2 separate regions of the Muntiacus reevesi genome follow, and region 1 is linked to region 2. The links are chromatin contacts, called in public Hi-C maps. All regions are on one chromosome and are shown on one strand. Each heading gives the region's core, a stretch centred on a gene start, on an enhancer-like site or on the middle of the called end of the contact. The rest is flanking DNA. Distances are from core to core; before and after follow the strand shown. Region 1 holds the start of HSF2BP (heat shock transcription factor 2 binding protein). Region 2 holds the start of CRYAA (crystallin alpha A).

Region 1 (4,130 bases), core at 64-2,563, 390 kb before region 2:
TGGCTCTATGTTCCAGAACTAGCATTAAAGAAATCAGACTTATCTTGTGTGCTCAGTCGCTCAGTCCTCTGAGACTCTGGGATTCCATGGGCTGTAGCCCGCCAGGCTCCTCTGTCCATGGGATTCTCCAGGCAAGCATACTTGAGTGGGTTGTAATGCCCTTCTCCAGGAGGGTCTTCCCGACCCAGGGATCCAACCCAGGTCCCCCACATTGCAGGCGGATTCTTTACAGTCTGAGCCACCAGGGAAGCCTAGACTTATCTTAGTACCATAAAAACCTCCACCGCACACTGTAGCTCATTCTTTCAGGAGTTTACAGGTCAGTTAATGAAATCCTTCAATGGCACCCACTGCTGTTTAAACCCAAATCACAAAGCCCGGTGCGACCTGGCCACTGCCTATTTGTTCAACTTCATCTTCCCTCACCCTCCCTCACTTACTAACCTTCAGCACTGCTACCCGTCTCCTCTCCGACCTGCTGAACGCCAACGGCCCATGTAGAGGATGGCTTTCTTTCCTTGGTTTTCGTTTCCTTTACTTTGCTTAAAGGAGCTCTGTTTCAGTTAGAAATTCGTCCCTAGACTTCCCGGACAACTCCCTCCAGGGTAGGGATTCTGTTTTCTCTTTTGCAATCCCAGCTCCTAAACGTGTGGTCAAGTGAAGGTGTAACTCAAAGAAGAGCGCACCAGAATCTATCAGGTGAGCCCAGTGATCCAGGGGCCAGGCTCGGGGTTGGACAGAACGGGTCTATCCTAAGCTTCACCACCCACTTGTGACTTTCAGCAGACCACCCGACCTTGTCGGCCGCAGTCCCTCAACCTTAGAACCGGACGAGACCCAGCAGAAAGCGGACACAAAAGCACATGTGGGAGTGAGACACAGTGCCACACGCTCTCCCCGCTCCGCCCGCGGCTCCCCCGGGCCGTCCCCCGTGACGCACCTCCCGACCGGGCCCCCTTCCCGCACCCCCCAGCCCGGCCCACCTCAGGCTCCCACGCCCGGCCGCCATGTGCGCGGCGGACTGCCGGCGCCCACCTGTCTCCCTCTGCGTCTTCACGCTGATGTACTGGCGCAGCTTCCTCATCGCCCGGTCCCGGATGCCCTTCTCGTGGGACGCCAGCCGCTGAGCGAACTGAATCTCGGCCGGCTGCATGGCGGGGGCCATCGCGTCCGTTGGAGCATCCCCCGCCTCAGCCCGCCGCCACCGAGCGCCCGCCGCCTAGCCGCCCCGGCCGCGACTGCGCAGAAGGCGGTGGCGCGTGCAGCGGCGCGCGGGCTGATGGCGTCACAAAGGCGCCGGCCGCCGCCCGCAGCGCGTTCTGGGAGCTAGCGCGGCTGCCCAGGCAGCCGACTGAGCGGCGCATCCCCGGTTAGCGGCGCGCTTCTCCGCCTCTGCGGTCTCTCGGTAGCCAAAGCTCGTCGCCGTTGACGGCGAGGTTAACCGTCGTTGCGTGTTGGACGGGAAGAGTCCTATAGCCAGTTTTACGTGGTCTAGAATCTTTGCGCCCACTCCACTAAATCCCCGTCCAATTGGCAGCTGTTCCCCCGGGAGACGCGGCACCGAGTCTTGAAACGCTTTGGACTCCTCGGCCGCCAGGGCGGGGTGGAGGTGGGGGAGAGAGGCTGCCCTTGGGAATTTTGGCGGGATGTTGTGGGCAGCCCCCTCGAGGGCGCTCTGATCTCAGCGACCGGTGACCCCCAGTGCCCGGGTCCCGGCCGCGAGGATTGGGAGCGTGAACTTGAGGTCCGCCCGCGGGCCTAGAGGGCACCCACGCTGGGCACTTGGCCGTGTCAGCTCGCGGCCAGCTTCAGACAGACAAAGTTCTAGTGGTACAGTAACTGGTACCTTTGAACTCACGGACACTGTGCGAACTCAGTGGACGTGTAGGGGCAGCTGAATGGACTGGGTGATGTGTCCCAGCTTACAGTAGCCGTTTCAGTTAGGTACCAGCGGACTGGACTAAGTCTCCCTATCGAGGGCAGACCTCGAGCAGTCTGTTGTCAGAAAGCTTTGGCCTTTGCTCATGGAGCTGGGAGCTGAGTGTGGGAGCCAGGCGGTCAGCTGCTGGTTCCTTTGAACCTGTCACCCCTTGGTCTGACATCCCTCGCCAAACGGGAAAGGCCCTATTCTATTTATTTCACCGGACATTTACGCTAGGGTCTCATTGTCCTTGTACTTTGCAGCTAACAAAGTTTACGAGTTTGGTTAAGCCAGAAGAGCCAACGCGGGATCCCGCCGACCCACACTGGGTCTTTCAGCCGAGAATGCTTCAAAAAGTGCGGGGCCTGAGCCTCGTGGCTCTCCGTACCTGACTCTCGGCGTGGACGTGTTCCCGCGCTTTCTGGCGTGAGGGTCAGAGGGCGCGCCGCCGCGCAGGCGCAGAAGCTGAGGCCGCGGTAGTCATGAGCGAGGCTGGCAGCGCTGAGGAGGCTTGTCGGGTTAGTGCGGCCATCCAGGTCTCGGCCTGTGGGCCCTAGCTGTCGCCCTCGGCTTTCCCACACCGCTCCTGGGTGCCGTCCAGTGTGCTCGGGAGGGCCCTGGGTGTCGTCCGCAGACAGCATGCCCGGGGTAGGGGATGGGAGGCAGCAATGTCTGCCTTGGAAAATTCTCCCAAATCCTCTGGGGTGCGGGTCCAGGGGGCCGCGCACGGGGCGGTGGGCGTGTTCCTGTGACCCCGGGCCAGGCCGGGCCTGGCCGCCCACAAGGCCCTGGCCGTGTTGGACTTGTCAGCCTCAGGGGTGCCCGGCTGTCGATTTCAGATCCTGGTTGTGTCCCCGGTCCTGGGGTTCCTGAGAGTCACCTGGCTTCCCTGTTTCCCCATTTCCCAGGGTTGTGGTCTGAATGAAGCAGGACGGCCCGCAAAGGGCCTGGTGCACCCAGTACGCGTCCACCCCGATGCCTTTTCCGCCTGATTTCTTGATGCCGGAGCGTTAAGAAAAAGTTGCTGGCGTTTTCTTTGGGGTTTTGGAATAGGGCCTTGTTTGCACTTTAAAAAAACTGGCTCACAGTGTGAAGACTGGGCTTGAGCCCTCTGGGTGTAATATACATAGAAAACAGTACATTAGGTAAAGACGTAGTTTGAAACTATTTTGAGCACAGGAGGCCTCAAAGAAAAGGAAGCAAGCTGAGTTGGGCTGCTGGTTTTAGTCATCTGAGGAGAGCTGTAATCTTGAGATCTGCTTGTTTTCCTAGCACATGGGAACTAAAGAAGAATTTGTTAAAGTCAGAAAGAAGGACCTGGAACGACTGACAACTGAAGTGATGCAAATACGGGACTTCTTACCCAGAATACTAAATGGGGAAGTACTGGAAACCGTCCAGAAATTAAAGATTGTAGAAAAAAGTGAGTCATACTTCATCTTCAGCAGTCACTGATGGTGACTGCAGTGTGTTTCAGCAGGTTTACCTTATGTAAATAATTGGGAAGTGATTGTAAATAAGCTTTAAGATACTGTTACAGTCTTTGTAATTACCTTTGGGAGAGTCAGATAAGACATAAGAAGGGGAGGGGCCCACAAATGAGTAACTTGGCCTTGTGTAGTTTCATGTTGGAGGAAGGGTTGCCAACTTTCTGAGTATCTGTTCCTAACTCTTCACCTTTTGTCTTTGGGAGAAGGGTTTTATACTTTTATTATTTAAAACCTCTGTTCTAAACATTAAGTCCTTTCTTATATAAATACATACAATCTTATACAAGATCCTCTTATGCAAAGGATCCTTTCTTGTAAAAGGATCTTGCCAGTTAGCAACCTTGCATGGATTCAGGCATGTCTGTAGAGATACCGTCTCTTGGTGGAGGAACTGCTCAGTTCTAGCACTGATTTAAGTTGTTAGAACTTGTCAGTTCAGGTTCTGAGATTTGAGCTCAGCCATTGCATCAGGTATTGGTCTAGAAGCCTCTATTGGAGTTCTTGGGGCTGTTTTGGATTGATTTGGTTACTTGCCTGACAGAGGCTGAGTTACTGTTAAATCAGCCATCAGTGGTTAAGGCTGACTTACCATTACATCACTGCCTAGCTTCTAGAAGAGGTGTGTCTAGGGGGCCAGGTCATATCATTAGCCCTAGTCCAGACAAGAAGCTGTCTGGAGTCAATAGTACATGTCTCTGGTTTGTGGAGGGGCATCTGGT
Region 2 (3,739 bases), core at 1,123-3,622:
GGTCCACATTGGAAGGCAGGCGGTAGCGGCGGTGGAACTCGCGGGAGATGTAGCCATGGTCATCCTGGGGACGGCGAGGGCACGGTCAGAGGCGATGCAGCTGCCGGCAGCCCCCAGCCCCCGTGGAGGGGGCCCAGGCCGCACAAGGTCAAACCCACGATGCTCCTCCAGGCAGTGGGCGGCAGGTGCTGGGCCGTGTCCAGGGCCCTGGACCTCCCTGCCTCCCTGCATGAGATCTGGGCCCTCCCAGGGCCCTTGGCTCTTCTCACTAATTTCATTCCAACCTCTCGCAAATGGTCCTGCCTTGGCCCCGCCCTCAAGTCCAGCTTCCCCTTCACCTGTGGCCCCAAGACCGTTTGGGCTCAGGTCCCTGCCGTCCATCTAACCAGAAAGCCATGCCTGGACATTCCCATCTCCTAATGCCCTGGCCCAGCTCTCCCCACCTCCAGGTGGAAAGACTCGGAACCCCAAGTGTCCAAGCTTGTCTCTAGGGCTCCAGAAGGGGAGGACAGCAGATGGGTGGGGTCTGTCCCCCAAGTCCAGCTCCCCCATCACTGGAGAAGCCCTGGTCTCCGACCTGTCCTGGCTGGCTGGGGTCCTCCCTGAGTCAGGCTGTGCCCCTGCCCCTGAGATAATGTGCATCAGGGCTCCAACAGGAGTCGTTGGCTGCACCACCCCCCTGAGTGAGACTGGTGTGAAAGCCTGCCTGGCTAGGAGCTCACCCCTCAGTGCAGCGTCTCCTGGGGTCTTTCATACCCCTACCCCATCACCCAGGGGTTTGTATAGAGCCAGGGATGCCAAGCAGTGCCCCAGTGGGGACTGGCCACGCTGCCCTGGCCTGCAGAGGTCCCCGGGGTTGGCCAGGGTCTGGAGCCGAGGTCCTGCCTCTCGGCCGAGGCTGTGGCCAGCCCCAGGCTCACCTGCCGCTCGTTGTGCTTGCCATGGATCTCCACGAAGTCCTCCTGCACCTTCACCGTCAGGTCCTCGGGAGAGAAGTGCTTCACGTCCAGGAAGATGACAAACTTGTCCCGGTCGGATCGGACCTGAAACCAAGCACCCGTGTGGGTCCCGCAGAGCTGCAGCTCAGGGACAGGGACTGGCTGGAGCGGCCAGAGCTGGGTGGCCGGGGCTCGGTCCCGGGTTATCGGAACAGAAAGAACCATCAGGGCTCTGACCGCTCCCTCCGAGCGCCCGGAGACAGGGGCACCCGGGACTCAGGAGCGAGTGGACACTCGGCCGACAACCAGAACCTCAGAGGTCTGCTGTCCGCCTGACTGGTGAGGGGTTGAGTAGCCTGTTATAGATTGGTGGGTTAAGGTTGTAGGGTTGGTTATGTCTTAGTTGCTGGCTTTTTGGCAGGTTATGGGTTGGTTGACTATCCGGTTATGGTTGTGGACTGGTTATGGTTTGTTCAGATGGCTGATGAGATCAAATACTTGGGCCCTGCCCACCTCTCTGTCAACAGCCTGGGGCCCTATCTCTGCACATGGACAGATGTTCCCAGCGGTCTGCACAGACCACCCAGCTCCTCACACACTCCCCCTTCACTCCTCGGAATGGTCAGCCTTGCACCAGCTCCAGGCAGTTCTCTGTTTTAGGCAGTGGTGAGACCCAGCACCCCCAGAGAGCTGGACCCTGCAATGGGAAAGCCTGTAGACCTCCTTGCTGCCCTCGGGGGCCTGGCCTTGGGCAGCTGGGCAAACTCTGCAGCTCTGGCCACAGACGGCTTCAGACAGGAGGCCTCCGACCCGACCTCAGGCAGCACAGCCCACATTAGTTATCCGGCCGGAGGGTACGCGCAGCCTCGGAGCATGAAGCTCGGCCCTCCAGCGCCCGTGCCCCAGTGGCGCTGTTCTCGGGGACCCCAGATGACGGTGGGAACTCACCCACCACATATAGGTCATGAGTTGAGGGCAGGAGGCATTAACAGTGGGTGAGCTCCTCTTCCCACCACCCCAGAGGTATGGAGGCTCTGCTGGGGGGATGGCCTGCCCAGCCTCTGAGTCCAGGAGGGACGAGATTGGGCAGGAAGGGAAAGTGGCCCCGCGGCCCTTATCACCCGCTTCACGAGACACGATGGGAGCACTAGGAGCAAGGGTGCCCCCGCTGGCCCTCAGAAGCCCCTCTCTCCTATCCGGCCCGCCCCCCGGCCGCAGCAGGAAGCAGCGTGCCCGCAGTCTCACCTCAGAGATGCCGGAGTCCAGCACGGTGCGGAAGAGGGACTGGCGGTAGTAGGGGCTGATGGTGGAGGACAGGAAGGGCAGCAGGTCGTACTCGAAGAGGCCCTCGCCGAAGAACTGGTCGAACAGCCGGCTGGGGTAGAAGGGGCCCAGGGCGCGTTTGAACCAGGGGTGCTGAATGGCGATATCCATGGCGGGCAACGGCTCTGCGGGCAGCCGGGGCGAGGAGATGGTCAGAGCAGGGCCTGTGGGCAGCGCACTGAGGAACTGGGTTGCGGGCCCTGCCTATATACGCTGGGGCAGAATGGAGGCATTAGAGGGATTTGTCTGGAAAGCGCGAGCTCAGGAGGCAGGCCGCCCAGTCAGCAGAATCGGGGGCCGGCCAGGCTGAGCGCTCACCTCGCCCAGCCCTGGCTGCAGCGCCGACCAGCGGGAGCTCCCCACGCCTGGAGAACGGGGCCCCCAGGGAGCTGCTCTGTGGCGGCTCTGCGTCCCCCACGCTCTCCCTGGTATACAGGGAAGACTCTCATCTCCCTTCCCCAGGGGAGGGTCCGTGTGCCAGGGACAGCGCCCCTCTCTGCACACACGGTCCCCTGTGACCCCACGGCTGCCCCCCGAGGGGGAGCTCGTACCCCTGCTTCACAAGCCAACAGGCGCCCAAGTGGTCCCCGAGCCCCACAGATACCAGGTTTGGCTGCATTTCCTTAAGACAGAATTTCCTCCCTTATATCTTGGTGATTACAAAAATGATACATCCTTGTAAAAACCTTGGGAAAGACAAAAAGTGCAGCTCAGAAGCTACAAAGAGCCTGTGACTCCAGCACCAGGGAGGCCTGTCATGGCGTCTGTGTGCATCCAGGAAGGGAGGCAGATTTGCTTTGACCAAGGGAAACCGCGTGGGCCGGAGTCTCCTCTGGACCCCGTCCCTGCAAACCTCAAGGCCTGGGAACAGACAGAGCCAGGCTCCTTCAAGCAGGTGCCCTGCCCTGTGCCAGGTATGTGACTGGTCTGCCCGTCCAACTATGGCCCAGAAGGCATTCCAGGGAGACCCACCACAGTCAGGACACCCCCGGCTTTAAGGCTTTCGTACTTCTCAGTAGCGTGGCCTCTGGGAGCCTTACACTAATGCACCATCCCCCTCCCCACTCACAGCATAATACAGAGCCATTCCCATGCCCTACCCCAGCCGGCTTTCTCATGCATAGTCCAGGCAGCAAGACACTTATTCATCTTATTCATCTCTGGGTCCTCCTGCAGTTTCTCATGTACTTAATCATTCAGTCACATCCAACTCTGTTGTGACCCTTTGGACTGCAGCCTGCCAGGCTCCTCTGTCCGTGGGATTCTCCGGGCAAGAATACTGGAGTGGGTTGCCATTTCCTCAAAGGGATCTTCCCGACTCAGGGATCATGTCTCCTGCATCACAGGCAAATTCTTCACCCACTGAGCCATCAGGGAAGCCTGCAGCTTCTTACAGAGGCCTTCTTGCAGAGCCCTTGGGTACCGTTCAAGGCCAAGATGACAGCGCCCTATCGGTTTCCAGCAGCTGCTCTAACCAC

Evidence for each region. A called contact is a pair of places that touch in the nucleus more often than the background predicts.
Region 1: a contact with region 2 is called in a Hi-C map of blood, with 5 times the contacts expected there. The contact joins the promoter of HSF2BP here to the promoter of CRYAA in region 2. A contact is called at or near these places in 2 of 3 Hi-C or Micro-C datasets (blood and muscle).

What each region holds. Positions count from the first base shown.
Region 1 is chr8:23,436,885-23,441,014 of mMunRee1.1, reverse strand. It overlaps HSF2BP (heat shock transcription factor 2 binding protein), which reads left to right and starts at 1,313. Exons shown (of 9, transcript XM_065942442.1): 1 at 1,313-1,436; 2 at 2,185-2,439; 3 at 3,194-3,344. The coding sequence starts at 2,404. It overlaps RRP1B (ribosomal RNA processing 1B), which reads right to left and starts at 1,229. Exons shown (of 16, transcript XM_065942269.1): 1 at 1,036-1,229. The coding sequence starts at 1,165.
Region 2 is chr8:23,043,771-23,047,509 of mMunRee1.1, reverse strand. CRYAA (crystallin alpha A) reads right to left here and starts at 2,372. Exons shown (of 3, transcript XM_065943061.1): 1 at 2,184-2,372; 2 at 921-1,043; 3 at 1-64. The coding sequence starts at 2,372.